Regions from separate parts of the Danio rerio genome. Here region 2 is linked to region 1. The links are chromatin contacts, called in public Micro-C maps. All regions are on one chromosome and are shown on one strand. Each heading gives the region's core, a stretch centred on a gene start, on an enhancer-like site or on the middle of the called end of the contact. The rest is flanking DNA. Distances are from core to core; before and after follow the strand shown.

What was found. A called contact is a pair of places that touch in the nucleus more often than the background predicts.
Region 2: a contact with region 1 is called in a Micro-C map of caudal fin, with 3 times the contacts expected there. The contact joins the promoter of enc2 here to the enhancer-like site in region 1. A contact is called at or near these places in 2 of 18 Hi-C or Micro-C datasets (caudal fin and an unstated tissue) and 1 of 4 datasets of contacts at active chromatin or transcription factors (embryo).

The regions. Positions count from the first base shown.
Region 1 is chr25:12,041,028-12,044,582 of GRCz12tu, forward strand. All of the region lies in intron 8 of akap13 (A-kinase anchoring protein 13), which reads left to right. Among named protein-coding and RNA genes, the nearest start is that of agbl1, 89 kb to the right of the region's middle. Within about 2 kb of position 1,829, at least 20 of the 62 cell types and tissues checked have an H3K27ac peak or open chromatin away from gene starts, as enhancers often do. A contact at or near this core is called in caudal fin, where this site is marked.
Region 2 is chr25:12,204,344-12,207,893 of GRCz12tu, forward strand. It overlaps enc2 (ectodermal-neural cortex 2), which reads right to left and starts at 2,016. Exons shown (of 5, transcript XM_073942911.1): 1 at 1,893-2,016; 2 at 1,643-1,794. The region is part of intron 2 of agbl1 (AGBL carboxypeptidase 1); the gene reads left to right.

The sequences.
Region 1 (3,555 bases), core at 579-3,078:
CTCTTTATGTTTTCAAGTTGTTCACTGTACTTATTCATCCACATAATTTGTAATGTAGTCAAGTGTGTAAACATAAGCTGCGGTTCGCATTTTTTGGATGTCTCTGAGACAAAAGTAGCTGCATGAATGCTAAAGCTTTAAATAAAAGTGAAACCATCAAGAAAAGGCAGACCTCTTCTATGTTTACAAATACAAGCACTGCCATTTATAGGTTGTTTCTGGTTAATGATGTCAGAATTTATCTCTATTTTGGAGTGGATGTGTGAATGGTCTTTTCCGGACAAATTCCGGAACATGCTTGCCTGTGTAAACAGATTTTTTATAAATTTACGGATAAAGTCGTTTTGGAAATTTTCTGGATATTTACTGGCATCATTGTGTGAAAAGGGCTATTAAATGTTTCTTAAAAAGTTTTAATAATTATGCTACTATGCTACTATGAGAAACCTTTACTAGTCAGAGGAATAAAACTGGAATCTCTTTGAACATTTAGCTTAATTCTTTCCTGCTAACGCATGACAAACATTCTCAGCCAACCAGAATCCATCCAACTTTATAGAGCATTTAAATTGGTGGACAACATAATTACAATTTTAACAACTGTCCAGGGATAACAGAAAAATAACCTTTTGGCTAATTCTGGTGCGTTTGCAGAAATGCTAATTAATTTACACTGTCCCTGCCAAATAAATAAACAGTTAAATAAAATAAAACAACATGCATTTATAATAAACAGCATAATAAACTTTGATGGTATGGATGCTAATCTAGTTGGCTTTATTGTTATCTTTCTTGGTGTGAACAGGCCTTGTAAAAGAAATGCAAACTGATACTTGTCTTCGCTAGCATGTTGCGGCTAATATTCTCTTTGTTTTCATAGTAGTACACTCTAACATGGGCGATGAAATATTTTCTTTCTCTCTTAAGTGATAGTAATGAAAGACATAACAAATTTTAATTCAGTCTGGGGAAAACTTTCTTTTTGAAGAATTAGCAGGGAATGTTAAGTCTTACCGTTAGCCTGTTCAAGCAGCATGCTTTTAGTTCTGGCATTGTCTGAACTAAAATAATAACAAAAAAGATCTTAGTTATCAGTTATCTGTTCATTTTTAAGCGTGTCATCACCTCTCTTGTCAAACTAGCTTACTGTGTCTAGTTAGCTTCTAAAAACAGGCTACTTTTTCGCTTATCTGCTGTCTGGCATGCAGACTTGGACTGCATCATGAGGCTGTGTAGCTACATTGTCAGCATTTGAAAGAAATTACACTGGAACATTCTATCTTTAAGAGACTCTCCAGATAAGTGCAGGGGCCACATTTATAGAGCATCTTAACTTTGACTAGCATGCTAACTTTGCTCTTGCTGGAAAAGTCCATTAGCACGATTAAACTCAATATTTTGAGTCATTTTGTAGCTTTTTTGAGTCCTGGTTTAACTTTTCTTGTCATCAATCATCATAATAATTTATTGAGGCTGATTGGAAGTTAAATCTGAAACTGATTTGTTATGCTAACACATTTCATGACTGATGTGTGTTTCCCCACATCAGAAAGGCTCAATTATTTAATTTGGAGTTCGTTGATGAATTAATACATCATAACACTTCCAGCCAGACCACAACATAATATTAAAGCTATTCTTGAAGAGGATTTTTACATTTGAATTAAATTCACGTGCTTCGTCTTCTTATTTTAACTGCTTTTTAGATAATGTCATCCTAAAATGCTATTCTGATGATGGATAATAGGATGTTTGCTTGTTGTTAAGCTTCTCATTTGGCGTCTAGAGAGCTGTGGCTCCCTCTAGTGTTTATAAGTGATATAACTCCTTCCAGATGTGCTGTCTAGAAGTCTACATGTGTGTTGCAGAAAGAAACAAGGGCAAAAAAGCACAGACTGTGGTCTCAATGCACCACCAGCAGCATGTGTTCAGCCTATTCTCTTTTGACACAGCTTTTTTTTTTTTTTTTTTTTTTGACTGCTTTTATCTGCCCTCATGTAGCAGGCCAGATGCATTGTGGGAACCCCTCTTTAAAGGAGTTCCTTTTTCACGAAACGTCTAAACTATTAAACCACACTCACCACCCCTGGGAAAACAGTTCTTTAAAAACACGCACGCAAACTTGAAAAAGGGACAAGGCCGCCTCTCAAGCGCAGGAATGTGAAGTGTAAGAATGGCGTGATGTTGAAGAAAAGCAAAAGGGCTGTGTTGCTGGAGTGGGAGGGTTGAAGACACCAGTGAGGCTGGTCTTGATATATACACACACACACACACACTCCTTCCATTCATGCATCTGTTTGTTGGCTCGACTGCTGATGGAAATATCCTTTGTATTCTTCTCGACTTCTGTGCTTCTGCTCCCCCCTTTCAAGTCTTGTTTTTTTTTCTTTGGCTTAGTTCATTTTCCTTTGTTTTCTCTCATTTTGTCCTTCCAGAAAGTAATTTAATCTCCCTCATGTTGATCCAAACCCATGTTTTTGTTCCGTGGAACACAAAAGGCGGTGCATTTATCAAAAATACACATAAGTATTTAAACATTTCTAAAAGTACAAAACCAAGTGTAATGTGTGCTATATTTTCATCACCATCTAACAGCAATTTGTAACTGCTATGAATTCGTATAATTTCATTCGTCCAATTTAGCACGATCTGCTTATCCCCCAATGATGGTTGGGTTTAGGGTTGGGGTTGGGAGCCATGTCTCCTTTTAAAACTGTACATTTCCGTGACAAATTGTACCAACTTCTTGATTTAGTGGTTAATTCGTGTGAATTCATACAATCTCATTTAACCAATTTAGTATGATTAGCTTATCGCCCAATGACGGTTGGATTTAGTGGTTGGTGCCATGGCTCCTTTTAAAATCGTACATTTTCGTACCAATTTGTATCAACTTTTTGATTTAGTGGTTAATTCGTATGAGTTTGTACCATCTCATTCGTCGAATTTAGTACGATTTGCTCATCCTCCAATGGCGGTTGGTTTTAGTGGTGGGGTTGAGTGCCATGACTTTTAAAGTTGTACATTTTCATACCAACTTTTTGATTTAGTGGTTAATTCGTAAGAATTCATACAATCCCATTCATCCAATTTAGCATGATTTGCTTATCCCCGAATGGTGGTTGGGTTTAGGGGTGGGATTGGGTGCCATGGCTCTTTTAAAAATCATACATTTTCATACCAATTCGTACCAAATTTTTTATTTAGTGGTTATTTCATATGAATTCATACAATCTCGTTCATCCTATTTAGTATGATTTGCTTATCACCCAATGACGGCTGGAATTAGGGGTGGGATTTGGTGCCATGACTCCTTTTAAAATCGTACATTTTCTTACCAGCTCGTTCCAACTTTTTGATTTAGCGGCTAATTTGTATGAATTCTTCCAATTTCATTTGTCAAGTTTAGTTTGATTTGCTTATCCCCCAATGATGGTTGGGATTAAACTCCTTTTAAAATTGTAAATTTTTGTACTAATTCGTATCAACTTTTTGATTTATTGGTTTATTTGCATGAATTTGTACAATTTCATTCATTTAATTTAGTATGATTTG
Region 2 (3,550 bases), core at 766-3,265, 160 kb after region 1:
GGGGGATATGGCAAAAATGTCTCGATAATTATTTCCATTTTGAATGATAACTATATATTTCGATATAAGTTGTTAATGCTTCCATATTTAAAAGAGTACCCCAACAATGACTGAAGCCACAAAAATTTGAGGGTCCATCAAGTGGCATAACACATTTTAGGCCAATAAATTTCAGTTCTAAATGTTCTAATTTTATGTCTCTAATGCTTACAGATTTAAAAGAGTACCCCAACAATCACTGAAGCCACAAAAAATAGAGGGTCCATCAAATGGCATTACATATTTTAGGCCGTTAAAATTTTCAGCGCCAAAAATTCTGTACATCTCTAATATCAACACACTTTTAGATTCTTATTGTTGCACATTGCTGCTGTGTGATTGGCTTGTAGATCAATATTGAGTAAAAAAATGTCCAGAGCTATTATTATTAACACATATTTTATCCTGATTCAATATAATATTGTTTATTGGCTCAGCCCTAGATACAAGCCAAATGACAAAAACATATTGTTCCTAAACTTCACTAAATTTAAATATTTGTACTTGTGTGATAGCACTTAAAAGTTGGCTGCTATTGTTACAGAAGGTTTTAAGTGTGGCCATATTAGTTATGTCGACATTGTAAATGGAAAAACAGTGAACATATGAAAATTTGTCATATGCTCAGTTCCTTATTTCTTATGCTTGCAAGAAGTGCTTCTTCTCAACAACTCAAGGAGAACCATAACTAAACATTTTGTTCATACTGTATTTGTAATTTAACAACCCACTTTTAGGACATGAAGCCTTTAAAATGACCTAATGAATCTGGTGTTGGATTAAAGATGCATCTGAAAACTAGAACTGAAAACTGAGGCGAATAATTTAAGTATAAAGGTAATGTTAGGACCATTCACACTTTGCAAGAGTAAGCAGCCAATTTGAAGTTAGACAGGCACTTGTTTACTTGAACTATGACCAATGTAAAAATAACTGGACTGAACTTCAAATTCCGTCGTTGTATAAGAAATCTGAGGCCATGGATGATTCAATAAGACTAATTTTCCTGTCTTTTGTATCACAAAAAAAAGAAATAAATAAAATAAAATTTATATATATATATATATATATATATATATATATATATATATATATATATATATATATATATATATATATATATATATATATTCCCAATTAGTAAAAAACTACAGTGGGAGCAGGTGCTCTGAGGCGCGGGCTTGAAAAAACTAAACAAACAAAACACAATTTCCTTCAGTCATTTCCAATAGTTCCCCTCTCGCCTCCTTTAGACTTTATAAACTGAAGAAATATATTAGTGATACAAATACATAACGCGACAAATAAGACAATTTCTGCGACTTTTTTGCGCTGCAAGACTTTAGAAATGCGCGAACTCGAGCTACAGTTAGCCATCTCGCTAGTGCGCTAAACAATGGAAAAGACACCTGAAAAGCTAAATAACTCATACTGAGGTAAAATCTAATCAAGCCAAAATGTAAACCCAGTAATATCAGAAATGACAGATTTGTCTAAGCTTAGTCTTACGGCGACCGCTGTGAATAAGAGGAGCTAATGCTGTTAGCGGAGAGTCGCAACTCAGTGTATTGACATGCAGAAGAAAGCCTGACAAACTCCTGACGATTAGAGAGACGTAAAGACGCTGCTCTCCCTGTAAGCGATCATTATCTTCCGATTTACACCCGTTTCTCCTTCTGGAAGAAGCGAGATGTGGTCACCAATCCCTATCCAGCTCACACCTAATCCTGACTGAGTGTATTGGCTTTTCCAGCTCTGCCAAAAACAGGAAGAACAGTGCAGATGTTGATTATTAGAGGGTTATTCATCTCAAGCTTTTTGTTCTAATATAACAAAAAACTTGGTATACTTACAGTGTGCTGGACGCTAGTAAGAAATCCTGACGTTGTGCGGTTTTAAATTTTGAAAAGGAATCATAGTTTTGTTCGCCTCTTGTCTGGTCGGCTGGGTTACTTTGTCCACATTCCAGTCCTCACTGATGAAAAACTGTAGAGTCTCCTAAGGTAATATCCAAACGCAGGGAATGGGTTGTAGCGAGTGATTGACGCGCCGTCGACCAATCACGAGCTGAGAACTTATGCAAATATAAATTGTAGCCAATGGGAGCGCTCCAACCTAAAGTTCTGCGCTGTTTTCTATACGAAGCAGCCAATGGATGAAAAGTGGGCGGAGCGTCACGATGGGCGATGACAGGCCATCACAACAATTAGAAGAGAAGTATGTTTACATATGCTTCTTCAAATTGCAACAATGACAAAACATTCATCGGGCATGGTGGCATTTCTACGTATAAATGATTATATAGGACTATTTTAACAGGAAATCAAAACAAGACTTACTTAAATTTCCTTTATAGAATTGTTAGTTTTTTTCCCGTTTTGCCACATCATCAGCATCCTCCAGCATGTAGTTCTATTAGTTTATATATATATGTTTGTTTATAAGTAGACTACAAGCCTTGTAAAGAGATTTCTATACACAATGCATATAGCTCCATCTAGTGGATGTAGTGTATTGTAGTGTATTCATAGCTGTGATAAACCATATCATAAATTCAACATTGTTTACCTCGAGTATAATAAGTGATTTATATATTAACAACACTGCATTTGGTATTAATCAGTATAAATGTCATTATAAATTCATATTTTATCACTTATAAAATGATCCTTAAGGGTAAAGTTATATTAATATTAAAAATATTTCCAATACCTGTTAATGGCTGGTCAGCCATGACAATTTACTCATTTATTTTCTTTTCAGCTTAGTCCTTTTGTTATTCAGGGGTCGCCACAGTGGAATGAACAGCCAACTTGTCTAACATATGTTTCACGCAGTGGATGCCCTTCCAGCGAGAGGGTGCTCGCTGCAGAGCCATTTGAGGAGAGCTGAGCTCCAGCGAGGGGGAGCATGAGCTGTCGCTCCTCCTTCTGTAAGCTGTTTTAATGCGTACACCAACCCCACCCCTAACCCTACCCCCAGTGACATCACTCATAGAAGAAGTGCAAAAAAGGTGGAGCTCAAGCTTAAGCTCCCCCTCGCTGGAGCTCAGCTCTCCTCAAATGGCTCTGCAGCGAGCACCACTTGCTTCCAGCTGCAACCCATCACTGGGAAACACCCATACACTCTCATTCACACGGACACTGTTTAGTTTACTCAATTCACCTATAGTGCATGTCTTTTGGACTTGTGGGGGAAACCAGAGAAACTCCAAAGGAAATTAATGCGAACACTAGTAGAACATGCAAACTCCACACAGAAATGCCAACTGACCCAGCCAAGGCTCGAACTAGCGACCTTCTTGCTGTGAGGTGACCGCGGTACCCACTGGGCCACCATGCTGATCAAAAAAATCTACTGAACTATTAAATGGATCATTAATTAATTCATTAATTTATTCATTCATTCATTCAAGGTAAATAAAATAAATGTGGATTTGTAAATATCGAACTGTGTCAGGTGTCGCCACAGCAGAATGAACGGCCAACTTATCCAGATTATGTTTTACACA